3 separate regions of the Mus musculus genome follow, and regions 2 and 3 are each linked to region 1. Evidence: chromatin contacts called from public HiChIP or PLAC-seq data. All regions are on one chromosome and are shown on one strand. The core of a region is the stretch at or near the end of the contact, and the rest is flanking DNA. Distances in the headings are between cores, read along the strand shown. Region 1 holds the start of Rnd3 (Rho family GTPase 3). Region 2 has its middle 23 kb from the start of Tas2r134. Region 3 has its middle 79 kb from the start of Gm13491.

The links. HiChIP or PLAC-seq counts read pairs in DNA pulled down with a chosen protein or histone mark.
Region 2: an H3K4me3 HiChIP or PLAC-seq map of neural tube shows a contact between it and region 1, with 5 times the contacts expected there. The contact joins the enhancer-like site here to the promoter of Rnd3 in region 1. A contact is called at or near these places in 6 of 39 promoter capture datasets (the 3T3-L1 cell line, 3T3-L1-derived adipocytes, the C10 cell line and 3 more) and 7 of 115 datasets of contacts at active chromatin or transcription factors (bone marrow-derived macrophages, embryonic forebrain, embryonic hindbrain and 4 more).
Region 3: a contact with region 1 is called in an H3K4me3 HiChIP or PLAC-seq map of craniofacial prominence, with 2.9 times the contacts expected there. The contact joins the enhancer-like site here to the promoter of Rnd3 in region 1. A contact is called at or near these places in 3 of 39 promoter capture datasets (the 3T3-L1 cell line, 3T3-L1-derived adipocytes and frontonasal cranial neural crest), 1 of 15 datasets of contacts at CTCF or cohesin (the NIH/3T3 cell line), 3 of 484 Hi-C or Micro-C datasets (embryonic stem cells, nephron progenitors and palatal mesenchyme) and 8 of 115 datasets of contacts at active chromatin or transcription factors (bone marrow-derived macrophages, craniofacial prominence, embryonic forebrain and 5 more).

What each region holds. Positions count from the first base shown.
Region 1 is chr2:51,147,479-51,150,695 of GRCm38.p6, reverse strand. Rnd3 (Rho family GTPase 3) reads left to right here and starts at 1,585. Exons shown (of 5, transcript NM_028810.2): 1 at 1,585-1,971; 2 at 2,385-2,472. The coding sequence starts at 1,822.
Region 2 is chr2:51,648,404-51,651,620 of GRCm38.p6, reverse strand. No RefSeq gene overlaps it. Among named protein-coding and RNA genes, the nearest start is that of Tas2r134, 23 kb to the right of the region's middle. Within about 2 kb of position 1,565, at least 4 of the 459 cell types and tissues checked have an H3K27ac peak or open chromatin away from gene starts, as enhancers often do. A contact at or near this core is called in neural tube, where this site is marked.
Region 3 is chr2:51,529,572-51,532,788 of GRCm38.p6, reverse strand. No RefSeq gene overlaps it. Among named protein-coding and RNA genes, the nearest start is that of Gm13491, 79 kb to the left of the region's middle. Within about 2 kb of position 1,603, at least 19 of the 459 cell types and tissues checked have an H3K27ac peak or open chromatin away from gene starts, as enhancers often do. A contact at or near this core is called in craniofacial prominence, where this site is marked.

The DNA of each region.
Region 1 (3,217 bases), core at 336-2,835:
CCTTTCCATGGTCAGCCTGTGTAAAACACACCTATCCCCAAAGATAGATTCAGGACTGTCTTTAGGGGACGACTTCAAGGTTCTCGAGTCTGAAAGAAGTAAGATAGCATTCTAGGTCCTGTGATTTCATGATTCTAGTAATTCACTACATATTCAGTCACTATACTTTCCTTAAAGGGTTGTGTGTGTATGTGTAAGTACTTATATGTATGTGTTTAGTATATGTGTGGAAGCCAGAGGTTGTTTATCTTCCTCAATTTCTATCTACATTATCTTTGAGTCATGGCCTCTCACTGAATCCTGAGTTCCTCAATTTGACTGGATTGGCTGGCTAGCAAGCCCCACGGATCCTCTGGGTCTGTCTCAGGAGTGCCTCCTTATATGGGTGCTGGTGGTGAAATTCAAGTCGCACTTGACCAAGCCCTTCACAGGCTGAACTTTCTTCCCAGACACCTTCACTACAAATTTAATAACTGACGCTTCCTGGCTGTCGGGGTGACTGGCAATGAAGACACTGTTCTCAGAAGACAAGAGAACAAACACAGTCTTGTCTGTCTCTTCTAAGACTTGTTGAAAGGGAGACTTGGAATGACTGGAGTACGTGTGTGGAGGAGGGGAGTCCCTAAATTTTCCACAATGAGCATGTGTGCTTTTTAAGTCCAACTCCTTGATTCTTAGGTGAAGGAGGGAGGGTACAGCTGAAGGGAGCAAAGAGTGCTTAGACCCCTGGTTCTAGAGCTGTCACAGAGAGAGTGGCAGTTGCGGCCAAGTTTCTGATAGTTTTTGTCATCTCTCTTTTTTCTCGCCCCTGCACCTATTCACATTATCATGTCACTCCCCAAAGCCTCCTACCTTCTCTGGAATAGCTGAATCTGACAGTTTAAAAAGCCAGTCCTCTACAAAGGTCAAGGAAAACGAGTTCTAGTGTTTGAAATAAATCATCTATGTTATTATGTACTATATATGTAGATAGATAGATAGATACATAGATAGATACATAGATAGATAGATAGATAGATAGATAGATAGATAGATAGATAGATAGATAGATAGAAGATAGATGATAGGTAGGTAGATAGATAGATAGATAGATAGATAGATAGATAGATAGATAGATAGATAGATAGATAGATAATGATTTTATGGGTTTGGGAACACAAAAACTTAGCCTTTCCCTTCCAAGATTTACTTCTGTATTATTAATTTGATTGGGAATTTTTTTTTTTATTTTCACAAATGATGACGAGGCTTCTGGAGGCGAGCCCCTTGGAAAGCAATTTGAAAGGAATCCCAATGCAAATCCATGTGCACAGATTATCTGCTTCCCCTCACCCTGGCCCTGAACAACCTACCCATCTGCAAATCCTGCCTGGCACCTTCAGGTTATGCCAGAACCTGGGTCTGCAAGCCATCCTGCACGCCACCCTAGAGGGCGCGCTGCTTACACTTTCCGCCAACGGGGCGGCCGTGCTGGCTCCCAGGCTCCATAAAAGGGGAGGAGGCGGATCGGTTTCCTTCTCTCATTGAGAAAGCGGAGCGGATTGGAAGGCTGGGCGTATAAAGCGGCGCGGAGAGCGTGAAACAAAGCAGACCGATCGGAATTGGACTTGGGAAGAGAGGCGCGGAGTCAGGCAGAAAACTTGTAGGAGAGGAGTAAAGAGCCGCTGCCTCTCCTCCTCCACTCCGCTGTGCTTAAAGGGGTTCCCGCCGGCCTTGCGATTTATTTTTATATCTGCTTTTTATAGAGAGAAGTATATATATATATATATTTTTTCTTCTAAAGAGAAAATTCCTGTTCCAAGAGAAAATAAGGCAACATCAATGAAGGAGAGAAGAGCCAGCCAGAAATTATCCAGTAAATCTATCATGGATCCTAATCAGAACGTGAAATGCAAGATAGTAGTAGTGGGCGACAGCCAGTGTGGGAAAACCGCGCTGCTCCACGTCTTCGCCAAGGACTGCTTCCCAGAAGTGAGTGTGACCCGCACGTCTTGAGGGGAGCGGCTGGTGGGGTCCCCGGTCTGGAGGACTGCGCCTTTCTCCTGCTTCACTGATTTTCTTGAAAATCTTTCTCATGCCCAGCCGTCTCTGCCGCCACACGGCCGGGAAGCGAAAGTGTCCTGGAAGGGTCTTGGCTGGGACCCGCCAGCACCCTGGGCTCTTGGCCCCAGAAACTTGCTGGTTTCAGTGTGGGAGGCCGGGTGGGGAGACCTGGGTGGGCTCTCGGGAGGGGGCTGCGTGTTTACTGTGTAAGGAGTGTGAGGTTGTTGGTGGTGGTGGTTTTTTAATTGGGGGCTTGGTGGTTTTTCAAGTGTTCGATCTACGGGTCGTGTTTTTAATAATCTCTTTGCCACCTTCCTCTTCTGTCCCTTTCGTTCGTCCAGAATTACGTCCCTACGGTGTTTGAGAATTACACTGCCAGTTTTGAAATCGACACACAAAGAATAGAGTTGAGCCTGTGGGACACTTCAGGTAAGACTCGGCACACCGCGTGGCGGTCTGAACCGGTGCGCCCGGGGGCTCGGGATCTGGTGCCCTGTCTGCTAATGTGGCTCCTTGAGGGACTTCCCGGTCCCGAGCCGCCGGAAAATGTTATCCTTTCTGGGCAGGGGCAGCAATGGGAGTGATTGTGGTCTTGGGGACAGGAGGACGCTAGGTGTCCGGAGTGACCCTGCTGGAGGAGCCTCTGGTGGCCGCATGGCCTTGTGTTGTCCTTCCTTGGAGCCGTGCCGGAGCGGGCCGCCAGGGTGGCCCAGTGCTGGAGCATACAGAGCAGCGTGGAAGCCCTCCCGCTCGCGGAGGAAGCCCCTCATGGGTGTCACCAGCCATCTGGTTTGGGGGCAGGGGCGCAGGCTGAGCTGGGAGAAGATCCCCAAAGCCTCCGGGTTGCGTGGGGTGTTCCAGGCTGAGGGAGATGGGTGAATGGCCGGAGCCAGCGCCCGTGACGCCTACTGTCAGGAATGCGCTGGTGGTGCCGGCAGCGGCCACCGCGGGGCCTCCGCCCCCGCAGCCTCTGTGCCACCGGTGCAGAGCGGCTTCTGCGGCCGCCCAGGGATCACTCTGTGCCAGCTCTCCGAACATACCACTCCCCTACCCTTTTGCTTCGGCTTCGCCTGCCTGCAGAGCCGCAGGCAGCACCGATCGCCTTTGACCTTCCTGTCTACTTGAATTATTGGCGCCTTGGAGGGTTCCGTCCAGAGGTCTAGGGTTCAAGGCC
Region 2 (3,217 bases), core at 316-2,815, 500 kb before region 1:
CCTCAGCATCATCTTAATGAACCTGCCATCCCAGTTGACCACACCTACTTTACAGTTTCATGCTCTGCTTCATGAAGTATGACTGTTCCTCTCTAGAACTGCTATCTGGTGACGGGGACGTTGGCTCTCTCCTTCCCTCAGCTCATGCAGTAGCTCCTCTGATACTCCCCCGCTTTAGTGTCAACCTCTTTGGCGCTGCTGAACCTCTACATGTACATGTACACCCCTTCCATTTTTTCCCACTCTGTGACCCATCTTTGGTTTCTCCTCTTTCTCTGTCCCATCACTGAACACCCCAGCCTCTCTGTTGATGCTCCAGCTTCTCTGGCTCCATTTTTATGCTCATCATGCACTTTTACACTCCAGTCCCTGACTCCCTTGAGCAATTGTGTTCCTAACATCATAGAAACCTCTTCGCTCATAGGACTAACTAAAACACGGCTCTTCTGTGCTAACATGCAGCGGAGCCTCTTGACTGATAACCCTCAAGACCTCTAGCATTTCTGATAGCTTGGACAACTTGTGACATTATTCAAAAATACAGTCTTTAAAAATGTGAGGCATCTAGGGTTTTGGGTTCTGCTCACATGGGAAGAGGTCCGGATGGAGTATCACCACCAGTCTTTAATCAAAAATATAGACAAATTGAAAATTCCTTATTCTTTTTGAGTCCAACAGAGAAGTGTGGCTGGAAAGCAACTTACTGGTGTGGATAGAGGCAACAAGCTTGCTCTTGTTGGGTAAACGGTATCTAACTAGGACCAAGCTGCTAAAGGCTGTGCTCCAGGCTTGGCAGATGCTTCATTCAAAGAGCCAGAGAACAAATTATCTATTCCAGTGCTGTACTTGGAGACTGACCCAAGGGACTTGGATATGTTTGTACTCTATCACTGTGCTATAGGATCAGGCACACATAGGAATCACTTCAGGCCTTGTAGGCTAAGTGGGGTCTTTGCTGCCAATTATTTGTATAGAAAAGATGTAAGCACTTTCTAATGTAAAAACTACTATAAAGTAGTATACTACCACATGCCATGCAAAAATAGACAATGGCTGGATTTTGCCCCTTAGGTAGTAGTTTAGTAATAAGTTCTCTAATAGAGAAAGGGAACAACATGTCAGATCAGATGAGTAATTGAAAAGAGAGAAATTGACACTATAAGAAACAAAAGCTGAGTCTAGCCACAAGTGGTGATACAGCAAAAGAGATGATAAGGACCACCAGGTGACCAGATAAGCTGCCACCCATGACCTTGGTCTATATGCTCTATCACAGCCTTTGTGCTTTTCCTAAAACAGAAAGGGGAAGGGAACGCTTAGGCAGGCTCCCCAGAGCTGAGAAATAAATCTCACACAGTCATAACCAAGGTAGGTTCTGTTTCCTGTTGAGAAGCAGACACCTTGTCAGGATTCTAGGATCCCAAAGACAGGAGCATCTTTGATGGATGGTTAGTGGGGCTTTGACAGAGTCCAGACTCCAGCACTAGCCTCTCTGTAGCCCTGTGCAGTGCTAACCCTGCGCAGTCAGTCCCTGGCAAGAATCCCTCTTCAATGGCTCTTGGACAGGGTCAGCCCAGTCTGCTCTGACCCCACCCCAAGGCATCAGAATCCCACTATGACATATGTTCCAGCCTGCCCAAACCTTCTGCTATCTGATGGCATGTCACTTGTGACTTGTTTTTCTTCATTTTCCTTCCCTGTTCCCCATGGTAGCAACTTTAATCCCTCAACATAATTCAGCTTATTACTTACAGTATCCACTTCACACTTAACGAGTGATCAGGCTTTCTGCATCGCACAAACAGAGACTGTTCAGATAATAGGGCTTATGTGTCACATCTCATACACACAGGTTGTGCTTTTGTTCTTCTTATAAAGCACTCATTAATATTAACACCGTCTTTGTGTGGGCATGTTATTGCCTCCTTTCAAGAAGATGTGAAGCCTTAGAGAGGCTCAGACTTGAGTCTAAGGAGCTGCTTGGCCTTTGCTCTTTTCTATGGCCTTATCTTTCCTCGAGAAGACAAAACTCAAACAGAAATTACTCCAAATCAAATCTACCTTTGGATCTCCTCTATTTATTACTTCATTAAAAAAAAGAAAAGAAAAGAAAAGAAAAGAAAAGAAAAGAAAAGAAAAGAAAAGAAAAGAAAAGAAAAGAAAAGAAAAGAAAGAAAGAAATGATCTTTCAAGTTCTCTTTAAGTAGAAACTGACTCCTCATCCAGACATCTGATGCTTCTGAGGGCAGGTTTTAATGCGGGCGGAGACATGGGGGTGACAGGCAGTTGGGGGCCGTGGGGGGGTTTACAGGAAAATCCCAACACATAGAAGGGGAATGAGAGAGAACCAGATGAACAAACCAGATGAATACAGCTTCATGCTTGACCCTGGTTGCTTCGAACTGACTGTGTAGGACTTTGGGGGGCAGTAGGGGCAGGGGGAGTGAAGAAGAAAGGACCAACACATTTGTCTTTTAAAATATTGACCAAAAATAAGCCAAAAACAAAACAAAACAAACAACCCCCCCCAAAACAAAAACAAAACAAAACCCCACAAAACCTACCTGACTTACTAGAAGTAATTTGGAGAGGTTGCCTTGGCTTTCCTCCCTCCCTCCCTCCCTCCTTTCCTCTAGGCTTCCTTTATTTCTTATCTCTCCCTGCCCCAGGTATGACAACAGCATGTTGCCAGGTTGGCTGAAAAGTTGTGGCCCTCCTGCCCTACCTCCCGAGGGCTGAGTGTATAAGCAGGTCCAACCACCTCCAGCCTCTCTCGGCTCCTCTGAGTAAAGCCTGCCTCTCTCTGCATCTGAGCTGAAGTATTAACTGAGACTTTACTGTACCAACAAAACAAGCAGAATGTGCATCTGTGACTCGTGGGCTTGCTTAGTGCTACCTCAGCTCTGACATGGCAGTTTATCATTTTCAGAAGGAATGGACCTTCTCGCTTTAAATTTATTAGCTAAAAAGCTTACTCTCCAGAGTTTTAAGTAAGAAAAAAAATTACATTTAAGTGAATATTAGGTATTTGTTTTAGCAAACTAGTGTGATCCAGAGTCATTTTAAATATTTACATTTATTGTTTAATGTGTGTGTGTGAGTGTGTGTGTGTGTGTGTGTGTGAGTGTGTGTGTGAGTGTGTGTGTGTGTGTGTGTGTGTGTGTGTGAGTGTGTGTGTGTGTGTGTGAGTGTGTGTGTGTGTGTGTGTGTGTGTGTG
Region 3 (3,217 bases), core at 354-2,853, 380 kb before region 1:
CCACGATGGAGGGTTATTTTTAAGAAAGGGTATCTGTTAAATGATAATGTTTGAAAAGAAGATAGAATCTTGATTCGTGTTACTGGGCCAAGATTTTATTTAAACTCACTGGGCGAACTGAGTAAGATACAACAATCAGTTCAGAATAAAATGCGCAGAAATGCCCATGTTGCCAGGTGCATGTGCAAATAATGAATGCTAAAATGAATTTACAAATCAGTGCAGTTCGGAAGTGGCTAGAGGGAAAAGGATTACTCTCCTGGACAAAACAAAAAAAATCAAAGAGTCAATCAATCAAACAAAAACAAAAACATCATAGAAAGTGGAAACCCTGGTGAGCTGACACTATTTCTGACAGCCCTTGCAAGGGTGTGCTTCAGGAGCCCCGTTTGCTAACAGTGCCTAAAGGATGGAGTCAGAGTGCCTATGCATTCTATACTTCCCACAAAATTTCTTAGCTGAAACACAGGACAACGTATATTAATTCAGGGCTATACCCTTAAATGTGCCTGTCTGGCTCAGCAGCTAACGTATGTACAAAATCTGTTTGGATCTACCTGCATGGATGTCACATTGCTTTTTCTACAGTTACTAAACACAAAGTCACCTCTAGTCTGCTCCAGTTGGCCTGTGCAATGTTCTTTGGGCTTTCCCACTTCTCATGTTTTTCTGTTTTATCCAAACTGAATGTTGGTCATGTTGATTTCCTTTTTCTTTTAAAATCCTCCAAATTATAGAGTCACCCTATACTAGATGTAAGAAAACTGGTCATCAGCTTAACAGAGAGACATTAGTAAATGCTTGCAGGAGGGTGAGCAAGAACACATGATGAAGACCTTCTATGCCGAGAAGCTCTTCATATGCTGAGAAGAGGCTAAGGGGTCATGTAGCCCTCTGCCAAGTTGAATCTTCCCAGAAGCATGAAATGATCTTGTGTAATGATCCCCATACACAGAACTCAAGGCTCCATCAGGTTAACTTGATTTACTCTTTGCACAGTCTGCCCTGGTGGCATAACATAGGCAGTATGACTGACTCAGTGAACAAAATCCTTTCATCTGCTCCAACTACTCCCTAATGTAAACCAGGGTGGTTAGCCAAATTCTCTCCGTCTCTCTGCGAGACCATAGCAGGCTATGTAAACAAGGAAAAGGCCCCTTCGGTGCGTAACTCTCTACAGCAAGGAACTTCAAAGATGTCTGTGGTATTCCATTCATAAGTGATCTAATTTGGGGCAGAGTCACATAAGCAGAACGGCTTGCTTAGCTGTTTGTGGTATGTAGTATTTACATTGTGGGGCTTTGGTGCCCTGTTACTGTATGTTCTTTCTCCAGTGGTAATTTGTTTAGAGAAGACATCTTTGTGGGTAGTGGGAGAAAAGGGTGGGCAGCAACGCTGTGCTGTCAGGCTGAATATGTGTGTGGCCTTGGGGAAGTCTGCTTTGAACAAGAATACTATGGGTTTCCATTACCAGCAAGAATGCTCAGGGGAAAGTATGTGCATACAAATTCCTTTGTCCGGAAATCAGGAGGAGGAAGAATGTTCACAGATGCCCTGCAGCAGACCTTTTGTCTCTTAAGATGAATCCATGGAAACCGTATCTCTGCGAAGGCAGAGCTCAATTCGTCCAACAACACCCAGGGAAATAAAGTGTAGGGTTGTCTTTGTCTGTGTCCATTCCCAGTCTGACACGGGAGGCAGATGGAAGAGGCAAACATCTGGGGTTGAGGACCTCACATCTTATTCTTGATATTTATCTTGAATGAACACTTGCCTTTCTGCTTTTTTTTTTTTTAGCCAAATTCTATCAGTTCATTTTTATTAGGACTCAGGCAACAATATTCCAAAATACGATAGCCAATGTGGGCACCTAGCACCTACCTCTTCCCGGGACCCTGGCAGGAGCTGAGCATTGTTCAAAGCACTGTTAAACATTGCCAAGATCATTGCTGACTGTACAAGTCCCCTCTTAAGCTCTCATTCTAATGTTTGCTCAAAATGTTGGAGATAGTGAGATTTGGATATTTGATTGGCAGCTACTGGCCTCGTCTCTGGGTCCCTGGATGCTATGAGCTAAGAGCTGTTAAACAGCCAGACTGTTCTCCTGTCCATACCAGCCACTGCATCCTCAGTGGCCTAAGTTAGTGACAGGGTAGTTATAGCAGAAGCACAACATGAGCTCCTAAGGTGAGGTCCTGGGCATAACAGTTTGGAACAGTGTGACAGAAGTGACTTGGCTGGAGAGCAGTCATTACTTTGATGGTTGCAGAAGAAGATGGTCTGGGAGAATTGCAGTCTTGATAGTGGAAGAGTTGGGGCGGCAAGAGCAGCAGAGGATGAAAATTGATTCTCCTGCACCCCTGATAGTTCTAGAAAGTGACGTCCAAACGGCCGCCATAAGGTAGAAGACCCTGAATGCAAACATGAGGTTTCAGGGATTTATTGGGAGACATGAAGAGCATTTAGGCAAGTGTAAAGAATGATAAAGCACCCCATACCATCCAAGTAACAAATAAACCCTCCCTTTCTATAAATCCCCAAACCAGCTGGCTGGACAAGAAGATCTATGCGTTCCCAGCTCCAGGCCTATGCCACTTGGCCATCAAGTCTTCTGTTTATGCGAAAATCTAGTGCTAAAGACTGATGCATTGCATATCATGTCCTTGCTTGGTATCAACTCTCCTGCAAAATCAGCCATAAAGCTGATAGACTGATAGACTATAAAGCCAAGATAGACTGCTCTGACTATGCTAACCTCTGTATTTGGGAACAGGCTAAAAAGAAAGTCGAAGACTTACCTTATTTTATAACAATAGACCACAAGACCCTCATTCCAGAAGGGCTTCTGCCCGGGAGGGAGGAGTTCTGTCCATAGAGGCCAGCAGAATTTGGGCAGAAGGGTTTATGGCATTTCTCTACTGTGCTCTCTGTTACATGAGACAGCAGACTTGGATTCAGTCACTTTCTGAACTCACATCAATTCTCCATCAATCCCCAGCATTCAAAGTGGGTCTTCAGCGCTTCATTGATGGAGATAAAGCTTTGGTTCACTGTGCTTTTCCCTTGTCAGTCTGTCCTGCATTATAGAAGTGGTGGCTATGGCATTTATAGGTAAAGGAAGATATCTGCTCTTTCCCACTTATGGACCTTTAGAATTAACGCGTTCAATTTTATGTCTCATTGCATTCCACCCTCTTATTTCAGGAACAACACTCTA